Regions from separate parts of the Sus scrofa genome. Here region 1 is linked to region 2. Evidence: chromatin contacts called from public Hi-C data. All regions are on one chromosome and are shown on one strand. Each heading gives the region's core, a stretch centred on a gene start, on an enhancer-like site or on the middle of the called end of the contact. The rest is flanking DNA. Distances are from core to core; before and after follow the strand shown.

Region 1 (4,207 bases), core at 452-2,951, 78 kb before region 2:
TACCCATTGCAATCCAGTGCAATTCCTATCAAAACCCAAGTGCCTTTTTTCTTTTTTACAGAAAAGGTAGAGCTGTTCCTAAATTGCAAGGAACCTAAAATAACCAAAAATATCTTTAGAGAAAAAAACATTTGGAGGACTCACACTTTCTGATTTCAAGACCTACTACAGAAGCTACGGTAATCAAAACGTTATGGTACTGCATAAGGATAGGGCATAAAGGTAACAAGAATTTTGAGTCCAGAAATGAACTAATACATCTGCAGCCATTTGATTTTTGACAAGAATGCTCTCTTTATCAAATTGTGCCAGGACCAAAAAAAAAAAAAAAAAAAAGAGGAGGAGGAAGAGGCAACACTTAAAAGCCATCCATAGAAAAGTCTTTTGCCCTAAGGAATCAAACTCCTTATTGGGAGCTTCAATAGACAAGTTTCTAGAGAATTGGCTGAAAGTTGAACTCACCACAGGATTCCGGAATTGCACAACTGAAAGACAAGTTCCAAAGATTCACAGGGTGCCTTTACTTAGGTGGGAATGGCAGGGGTCCTTAGGTGAGGTCCAATATCAATTTGAATTCCAGCACTAAAAACTGTCAAGTAAGAACAAAAACTGATTTAGGCAAATTAAGAATATATTTGAAAGGATTATTCCAAGGAGGGTGGGGCGAGGGTGGGATGGGGGTGGGAAGAGACTATAAAAATACTGCTGGAGTACAATTACAATTGGGAGAATATCCAATTATACGCAAATAAATAAACTTTGGGTTTAGATAAAGACTTTATTGGATAGGATTATGCCGAAAAAAGGAAAAGGAAGTACTGCAATGGGGGGGGGTGAGGGACAAACCTTGTTAGAGGGGAGCTCTGTGACCATGACCCTGAGATCAGCAACTGTGGAAAAAACTGGGTGTGGTGCACAGTGGGACAGACAGGTGGAGATAGCAGTGATAACACAGACGATCAGTGTTTTGCATGGAACTCAGCCTATTTTAATGAGCGGTGGTGAAGGAGGGTTTGTATGCTGGATTAGGCTGAGGGTGGGTCAAAGTTTAGGAGCCTGGAGGAAGGAGAGAACCTTAACTTTGGTCAAATCCAGGGAGCCAGTGGGGGAAAAAATGTAATCGTAATGTATACATGTAAGGATAACCTGACCCCCTTGCTGTACAGTGGGAAAATAAAATAAAAAAAATTATTAAAAAAAAAAAATCCAGGGAGCCAGTATTTTGTCCAGACTGGTTAGTGAGTATAAGCAGTTCAGCTAATCCTTTGTGAAGCAAAAAGAATGGGGATTTGGAGGGTCTCTGTCAGGCCTCGTCCAAGGTAAACAAGGGGGTATCCGTGAGTCTTATCTAAATCACAACGGGGAAGGGAGGCTCCTCGCTGTCAAGCCTTTCAGGAACGTGGAAAGGTGGGGGGATTTCTTTAACCGTGGCTTTCCAGAATCACTGGACTCAGGGAAAGTTCAACATGGTCCGAATACAGAGAAATCTCTCCGCGGATTCAACCAGAAGCTGAAGAGGTAGACAGGTAAGTTGATGCTGAGTTCTCGGGTGAGCCCACGCCTAGCTCCCTGCATTTTCCGAGCAGGGTGAAGAGGCCACCACCAGCAGCGCCCGCAGCAAGGAGGCGGCCGCCATGAGGGCGGTAACGCTGAGGACCGACGCGGCCGCTGCCGCCGGCCCCGCCCCCCGCGCGCGCCCCCGCGGCCGGTGCGCGCGCCCGGGTCTGCGCAGCACCGGCCTCGGCGCGATCTCAGAGCTCAGCTGCCGGCTGCGGTGACCGTGGGAGGCAGGAGGGGGCCCAGCGGAGCGGCTGCCGAGCCTGAGAGGATCTGGGGGCGGCGGTGCTTCCTGTCTGAGTGGCTCCAGCCCAGCGGCAGGGGCGGCGGCGGCGCCCGCGGCCCCTGAGCGAATTGAGGAGGCCGCGAGGCGACGGCGCGGCGCGGCCCCCTCCAGCGGCCGCGCCCGGAGGTGAGTTTTCAGGGGCCGCGCCGCGTTCGGCCGGGTGAGGGGCGTAGGCGGGCGGGCGGGCGTTTCCCCAGCGGGGCGCCGGGGATCCTGGGGCCGCCCAAGCCGCGGGGCCCTTTCCTTGTCTCGGTTTCGGAGTCCGTGTCTGCGACCCCGAAAGGGCGGCCTGGGCGGGACTCCTGCCCAGCGCAGGTGAGGCGCGGCTCTGGGCCTGCGGTCTGCGCGTCTTCCCGAGCGGCCGACTGCGGGCAAGCGCAGCGCTTTGAAACTTCCAGTTCAGTTCTCAGAATGCAAACGCACAGTACAGAAATGCAAAGCGTGCCTGTTTGGGGCGAACATTCCTTAGGTAACCTCAATACGTGGCTCCCGCAACCTACGTTTTATGGTGTAGGCTTGCTCTTCGTTGTTTTCACATCTTTTTTTTTTTCCTATGTATCCATTTTTCTGGTTGTTTGAAGTTACTTGTTAGCAATAAGGGACGTTAGTGTGGCATCCAGCGTTGGTTACTCTGTACTTAATGTGAGATCATTGAAAATAAAACGTAGAAAATTGACAGTCTGTATTTATGTCGACGTGGAACTGTTACATATGACAGGTTGTGAACGACGTGAAAACCAGCTTCCTTGTTTCACAGTCGTGGCTTAAGTGTTCTGAGAGCTGTTCATAAGGTTTTTATTTATATTTTAGTTTAAATGTGAAAAACTCTTTAAAAAAAGTTGATCTTGTGACTTCTAAATATGTTGTAAGTCATTATTTTAAATTTAATTTTTTGGAGTAAAGTTAATTTACAATGTTGTATTAGTTTCAGGTGTACAGAACCAGTCATAGAAAAGTCCATTCTCTTTTCCTATATAGGTTATTTCAAACTATTGAGTAGATTTTCCTGTTCTACACAGTAGGTTCTCGTTAATGATGTGTTTTATACAGTACTATGTATCATGTAGATTTAGAAAGCAATTAAATCCGATGAATAAAGTTAGATCTAGGAATTGGTGAAATCCAAAAATGAGTAAGATTTGTGTGCAGGATGGAGAAAGTGATTAAGCACACAAATAATAATGATGCAAGACAGAATATGGTATTTGTTAATTATGTATTGAGCACTGACTCTTAACCTTGGCATGTGGTAAATACTATACATGTATACTTAATATTTAATGTTAATTACTTAGTTTTTCATTCATTTAGTACGTATTGTGTGTTGAGGTAAGAATATGTGGGTGATGATTATAGGTTTTGCCTTTAAGGACTCTACATTGTCATTGGAGGAAACAAGGTAAACAAATAATCCCACAAGTAAATGCCAGTCAACCTAGAGAGAAGGTAAAAAGGAAGAATGTAGGGTGTTATGAGAGTATGTAACCAGGGTACCTATCCCAGCTGAAGAAATCAGTTGTTTTTTCCTCGGAAAGGAATCTTTGAGCTTAGTTATTAAGGATAAGTAGGAATTGGGTGACTCCCAGAAAAGGTTCAGGCAAAGGAAATCAGTTCCACAGAGGCTTGGGAAGATTGGGGGAACTGAATGGCAAAGCAGTTGGATTGAGTGTAGAAAGCAAAAGGGGCCTGTAGTTAGGGCCAGAGAGATTATGTGCGTCCTTCATACAATGTTAAAGATTTGGGACCAGCTTTTTTTTTTTTTTTCCTCCCTTTTTTAAACTTTTATGGGGAAATTTTCAAACCACTCAAATGTAGTTAAGAGAACATTGCAGTGAACTCCCCTTTAATTTTATCCAGAGGATGTAGACCTTATTTGAAGAGTAATGGGAGGTCACTAAAGGGTTTTAAACAGGAAAGCCCCATAATCAAGTTTGTATCTTAATCAAAAAGGTCACCGTGACTCCTCTGCAAATTGGATGGGGACAAGAATGGATGTGGGGAAACGCCCTAGAGATGATAGTTGGGATTAGGATTGTGGCTATGAAGGTAGGGCAGATTTTTAAGAGTACGTACTTAATCTCTCCCTGCTGTGTTAGTAATTCTGTATTCATGCCTTTTGGAGGAATTGTGAAAGGTTTTCTAAAGCAGTATTTGAGATGGATTTTGCAAGGTAAATAGCATTTCATAATGGAACCCTGGAGTGAGCATGTCATGGTGTCAAAGGCTGGCTAGCTCAGCAATCTTGATTGTTTCTGCAGAAGTTTCCCCTTTCTCCTAAGATTTTTGCATTTAAAATACTTTTGTTACTCAGCCATAAAAAAAAATAAAATAAAATAATGCCATTTGCAGCAAGATGGATGTAAC
Region 2 (4,260 bases), core at 784-3,283:
TATGTGAGAAATTTAGTATTAGATGTGCTTCATTTAAGATGTATATAGGGTTAGAGTTCCTGCTGTGGTGCAACTGGATTGGCAGTGTCTTGGAAGCACTGGAACCTAAGGTTAGATCCCTGGCACAGTGGATTAAGGATCCGAGGCAGTTGCGGCTTAGATCACAGCTACGGCTCAGATATGATCCCTAGCCTGGGAACTCCATATGCTGTCAGAAGGCCAAAAAAAAAACAGGAAACAAAAACAAAAGAAGATGTATATAGTGTAGCATTGCACCTTAGACAGAGGTAAGGATTTGGGAGTCATTGCCATAGAGCTAGCTGCTAATGAAACATCAGAGAACAAAGATAACGAAGGTTAAAATGACCTTCGAGCATTCCCCAGTTATTTTTCATCTTTTAAGACATTTATATTTTGCTTAAAGCTAACTGTATACCTGTTGGGTCTCTCAACCCTCACTATAAGATTTCTCAAATAAGGAGCTCTGGGTGTTTTAGGGAGAGAAAAGTCAACTCTATTAGTTCAGGGGAGAGGCGGTCTGAACCAAGACCTGGTGTTCAGTCTATGACCATTTAATTCTTTTTTTTTTTCTTTCTTTCTTTTTGGGACCGCACCTGCTTCAATTGCAAGTACCCAGGCTGGGGGGCTAATCAGACCTGCAGATGCAGGCCTATGCCACAGCCAGAGAAACACTGGATACAAACTACATCTGTGACCTACACCACGGCTGTCGGCAATGCTGGATCCTTAACCCACTGAGCAAGGCCAGGGATGGAACCCATATCCTCATGGATACTAGCAGGGTTCTTAAGTCACTGAGCCACAATGGGAACCCCCAATTTTTTTTTTTTAATCTTTTTTTTTTTTTGGTCTTCTTTTTTGTCTTTTCTAGGGTTGAACTTGCGGCATATAGAGGCTCCCAGGATAGGGGTCTAATCGGAGCTGTAGCTGCCAGCCTACGCCAGAGCCACAGCAATGTGGGATCCAAGCCGCATCTTCAACCTATTATCACAGATCAAGGCAAAACGCTGGATTGTTAACCCACTGAGCAAGGCCAGGGATCAAACCTGCAACCTCATGGTTCCTAGTCAGATTTGTTAACCACTGAGCCAGGATGGGTACTCCTGTTTTAAATCTTTTAAGACAAATTATAGTGACAATCAAGTGGCTTAGGTGAACTGGAGCACTTCCAGTAGGTTTAAATAGAGTTACATACTCCCCAATTTGTTTTTCTAAGTTTATTGTGTTTTCACTGTAAAATAACTCCAAATTCTTTACATTTACTATTGTTTTAAATTAACACACAAGAAAGGTAAAAAGGCAAATTCACACACACACACACAAAAAAAAATTCAGAGAAAATTATGACTACATCTCTCCAGATTTCTATGCAGTTTGGGTTAAACTTTTTCAATCATACTGTACAACTTCACATTACGACTTTCCACCTCACACTGCATATTAGCATTTCTTATTTAAAAGTTTTATAAATTACTTTTAGAAGCCACTTAATATTCACTTTCCCAAACTGCTGAAGCAATTCCATAATTTTTTCTTACTTGTGAAATACCTGGTTATAGTTATAGCCAACGTTATCCTTTTATAAATACCGCTGGAATAAAAGTGTTTATGCATAAAGCATATCATTCATTTTGAAGGGCTTTCTTAGGACAGATCCCAGAAGTGTTAGTCGAGAATCACAGAGAATATATTCTCAGGTCTAAACCCACCCCCTGCTCATCCGCATCCACCAGTCCTTCTCACGTGCCCCTCCAGCAATCTCCCCACACCTGTAACACATCCTTTCCTCCCCGGTCCCCCAAAGTGCGGGTCCTTCCACCTCTCTCCCCGCCCACCTACAGCCTCCCCACACAGGCCAGGCCCTGGATCAGTGGAGGCAAAATACCTCTGGTCTCACCGCCCCACAGAAAGTCGCTCTCCCCAGGGGCGCCCAGGTCCACAGACCGCGGATCCGACTCCCTGAGCCGGTACCGGAAGCACCGCTCGCAAGCCCCTGATAGGTGAGCGGTGGCTGGGCAAGCGCAGCAACGACCCATCTCTATTGGCTGTTCTTTGTGTCCTGTTAGGAGAGGGTCCTTCCCACTGGCCAATAAGCTCCGGCTTTGCCGCACGGACTTCTGGGAGTTGTATTCACGGTGCAGACCACCGACGGTAAGCCTGCCACAATTCCGTGAGAGGTTTAGCGCTTTCCCTCATTTTCCCATCGGGTCTTTTAGTCTAAGAAGGCGTCTGGGCGCTCTACAGTCAACACGGTTTTTTAACCTTTTTTTTGGGGGGGTGGAGGAAGGGGGTTGAGAAGGAGTTGAGGACCTCTTTAAAATATGATAAAATCGCCTCAGAGCAAGTGTTCTCGTCCATACACCAAATAGTGGCATTTAACTGAAGCCGCTTCGTGGACCTGTCCCAATTACAAACCCCTGTTTCTACACTAACCGCAAAAGTGCCTGCCCATGGCCACAGCTCAAGGAGATTCCCTGGGAGATTCTGGGCCACACTTTGGAAATTCAGATCCTGACTCTCACAGTACAGTTGACCATCATGTTTCTTGAACAACACTGGCAGTCCTCCTTCAGGGATGCTGATAACCTGACGTCTCTGCCCTAACCATCTGGGAGAGTTGGGGAGGGGATATGTGGAAGAACAATACCTCTAGGGCCCACATCTGATTTGCTCAGGCTTTTCTCCTCCTGTTTATCTTCCAGCGCCACTTGTCGCTGTCATGTTAATTTCTGCAACAGTGCAGAGAAGAATGGGGGGGCGGGAGAAAATTTAAAGTCCAATACATTTGTCAAGCAAATGCTACCTCCTCCAAAAAATAATATTTCCGGATTCCTGGATCTCCTATGGGTGGAGGTGAAGGGCCCAGCGTGGAGGAGGAGCTCAAGGTACAACTTACTCATCATTCATTCATTCATCCCACAGCACGAATCACTCCACGCTGTAACTGTGTGTGTCTCCATCTGTCACAGATTCAATTCTTCAAGGAAGCGATTCTGTCTTAATTCAGTTGGTATCCCCAGGGCACAGTTCTCGGTCTTGAAAGGTGGGAACCCACCTATGCGTGGGTCAGAATTATTCGAGATGGAGAATGGGGGTTTAGGGTGGGTGGGGAAAGGTCAGTAATGATTGGTTTCTTCTCCCCCCCACCCCCAGTCCCCAGCCCCCAGCTTGTCCCTACAGCCTAGATGGGACCATCCTCTCTGGTCCTTCCATAACGTTCTGAATTCTACGGCAGTGAACATGTCTAATTAAAATGTTGGTTTGTTGCCAACCTTTCCCCTCCCCCTCCAGTCTATGAGACCGGGTTGACTCCCGGAGCTTAACACAGAGTAGGTGCTAGATAAACATGTGTTAAACAGATGGATGCATAAATGGATAGATGGATAGATAGCTGGATGGGTGGATGGATGGATGGGTGGGTGGATGTGCTAGTATCTGCTTGCTTCCTTCGACATTCTCCCCAGTCGGTGGGTTAAAGCACATTAGCCTGGTCAAGCTGCCGAGCAGCCGCGTCAGGGTCCCTTCCCCGGGGCCCCGCCCTGGTCGACCCCACCTTTCCGCGCCGCTCCGCCCCGCCGCCCCCTTCCCGGTGGCCCCTCCCCGCGCAGGTCCCGACTCCAGCCGCACCTCCTCCGACTCTGCAGTGGCGGCGGGGGAGGCGAGCCGGAGCGCCAGCGGGCCAGGGCCGGAGCCGAGCCGGGGTCGGGGCAACAGCAGGGACCCTCGGAGGCGGGGCCAGTGGGACCGCGATGGGCGTGGAGATCGAGACCATTTCCCCGGGAGACGGTACCGGGTGGCGGAGCCGGGGGAGGAGGAGGGGTCTCGGGGCGGAGCCCGGCGGGCGGGGGGCAGATTCCGAGGTGGCGCGGAGGGTGCTGAACAGGGGAAGCGGGCCTAGGATGGGGGCGGCGAGAGAAGACCCCAGACAGAACTGCTCGGGGTCTAGCAGACATCCTTCGCCATCCCCTTCCGCGTCTGCTCACCTAGAGGAACGAAGGCTGCGGCTGGGAGGCTGGGGTCTGCGGCCCGCCACCGCCCCGAGGGCCTCAGGCTGCTCCTGGCGCGGCTGGAACCGCTCGGTTATCCGCTACTGCTGATTTCCCAGGGCCGCGTTTTAGCTCCGCCTTCCCTGTCCTGCTGAGTGAGCTCTGGAAACAGGGGAAAGAACATGTTTGGGGTCTCTTCTGCTTGGGGCAGCCCCCTTCTAACGCCCTCGCCGCCGGGCCTCTGATCCGGCGG

What was found. Hi-C and Micro-C count contacts between places; a contact is called where the count stands out from the background.
Region 1: a Hi-C map of skeletal muscle shows a contact between it and region 2, with 2.8 times the contacts expected there. The contact joins the promoter of UBXN2A here to the promoter of WDCP in region 2. A contact is called at or near these places in 2 of 5 promoter capture datasets (both in liver), 8 of 47 Hi-C or Micro-C datasets (brain, embryonic fibroblasts, fetal heart ventricle and 3 more) and 2 of 2 datasets of contacts at active chromatin or transcription factors (alveolar macrophages and skeletal muscle).

What each region holds. Positions count from the first base shown.
Region 1 is chr3:114,711,679-114,715,885 of Sscrofa11.1, reverse strand. It overlaps UBXN2A (UBX domain-containing protein 2A), which reads left to right and starts at 1,701. Exons shown (of 7, transcript XM_003125368.6): 1 at 1,701-1,969.
Region 2 is chr3:114,634,030-114,638,289 of Sscrofa11.1, reverse strand. It overlaps WDCP (WD repeat and coiled-coil-containing protein), which reads right to left and starts at 2,033. Exons shown (of 4, transcript XR_002342822.1): 1 at 1,907-2,033. FKBP1B (peptidyl-prolyl cis-trans isomerase FKBP1B) reads left to right here and starts at 2,090. Exons shown (of 4, transcript XM_021087779.1): 1 at 2,090-2,172.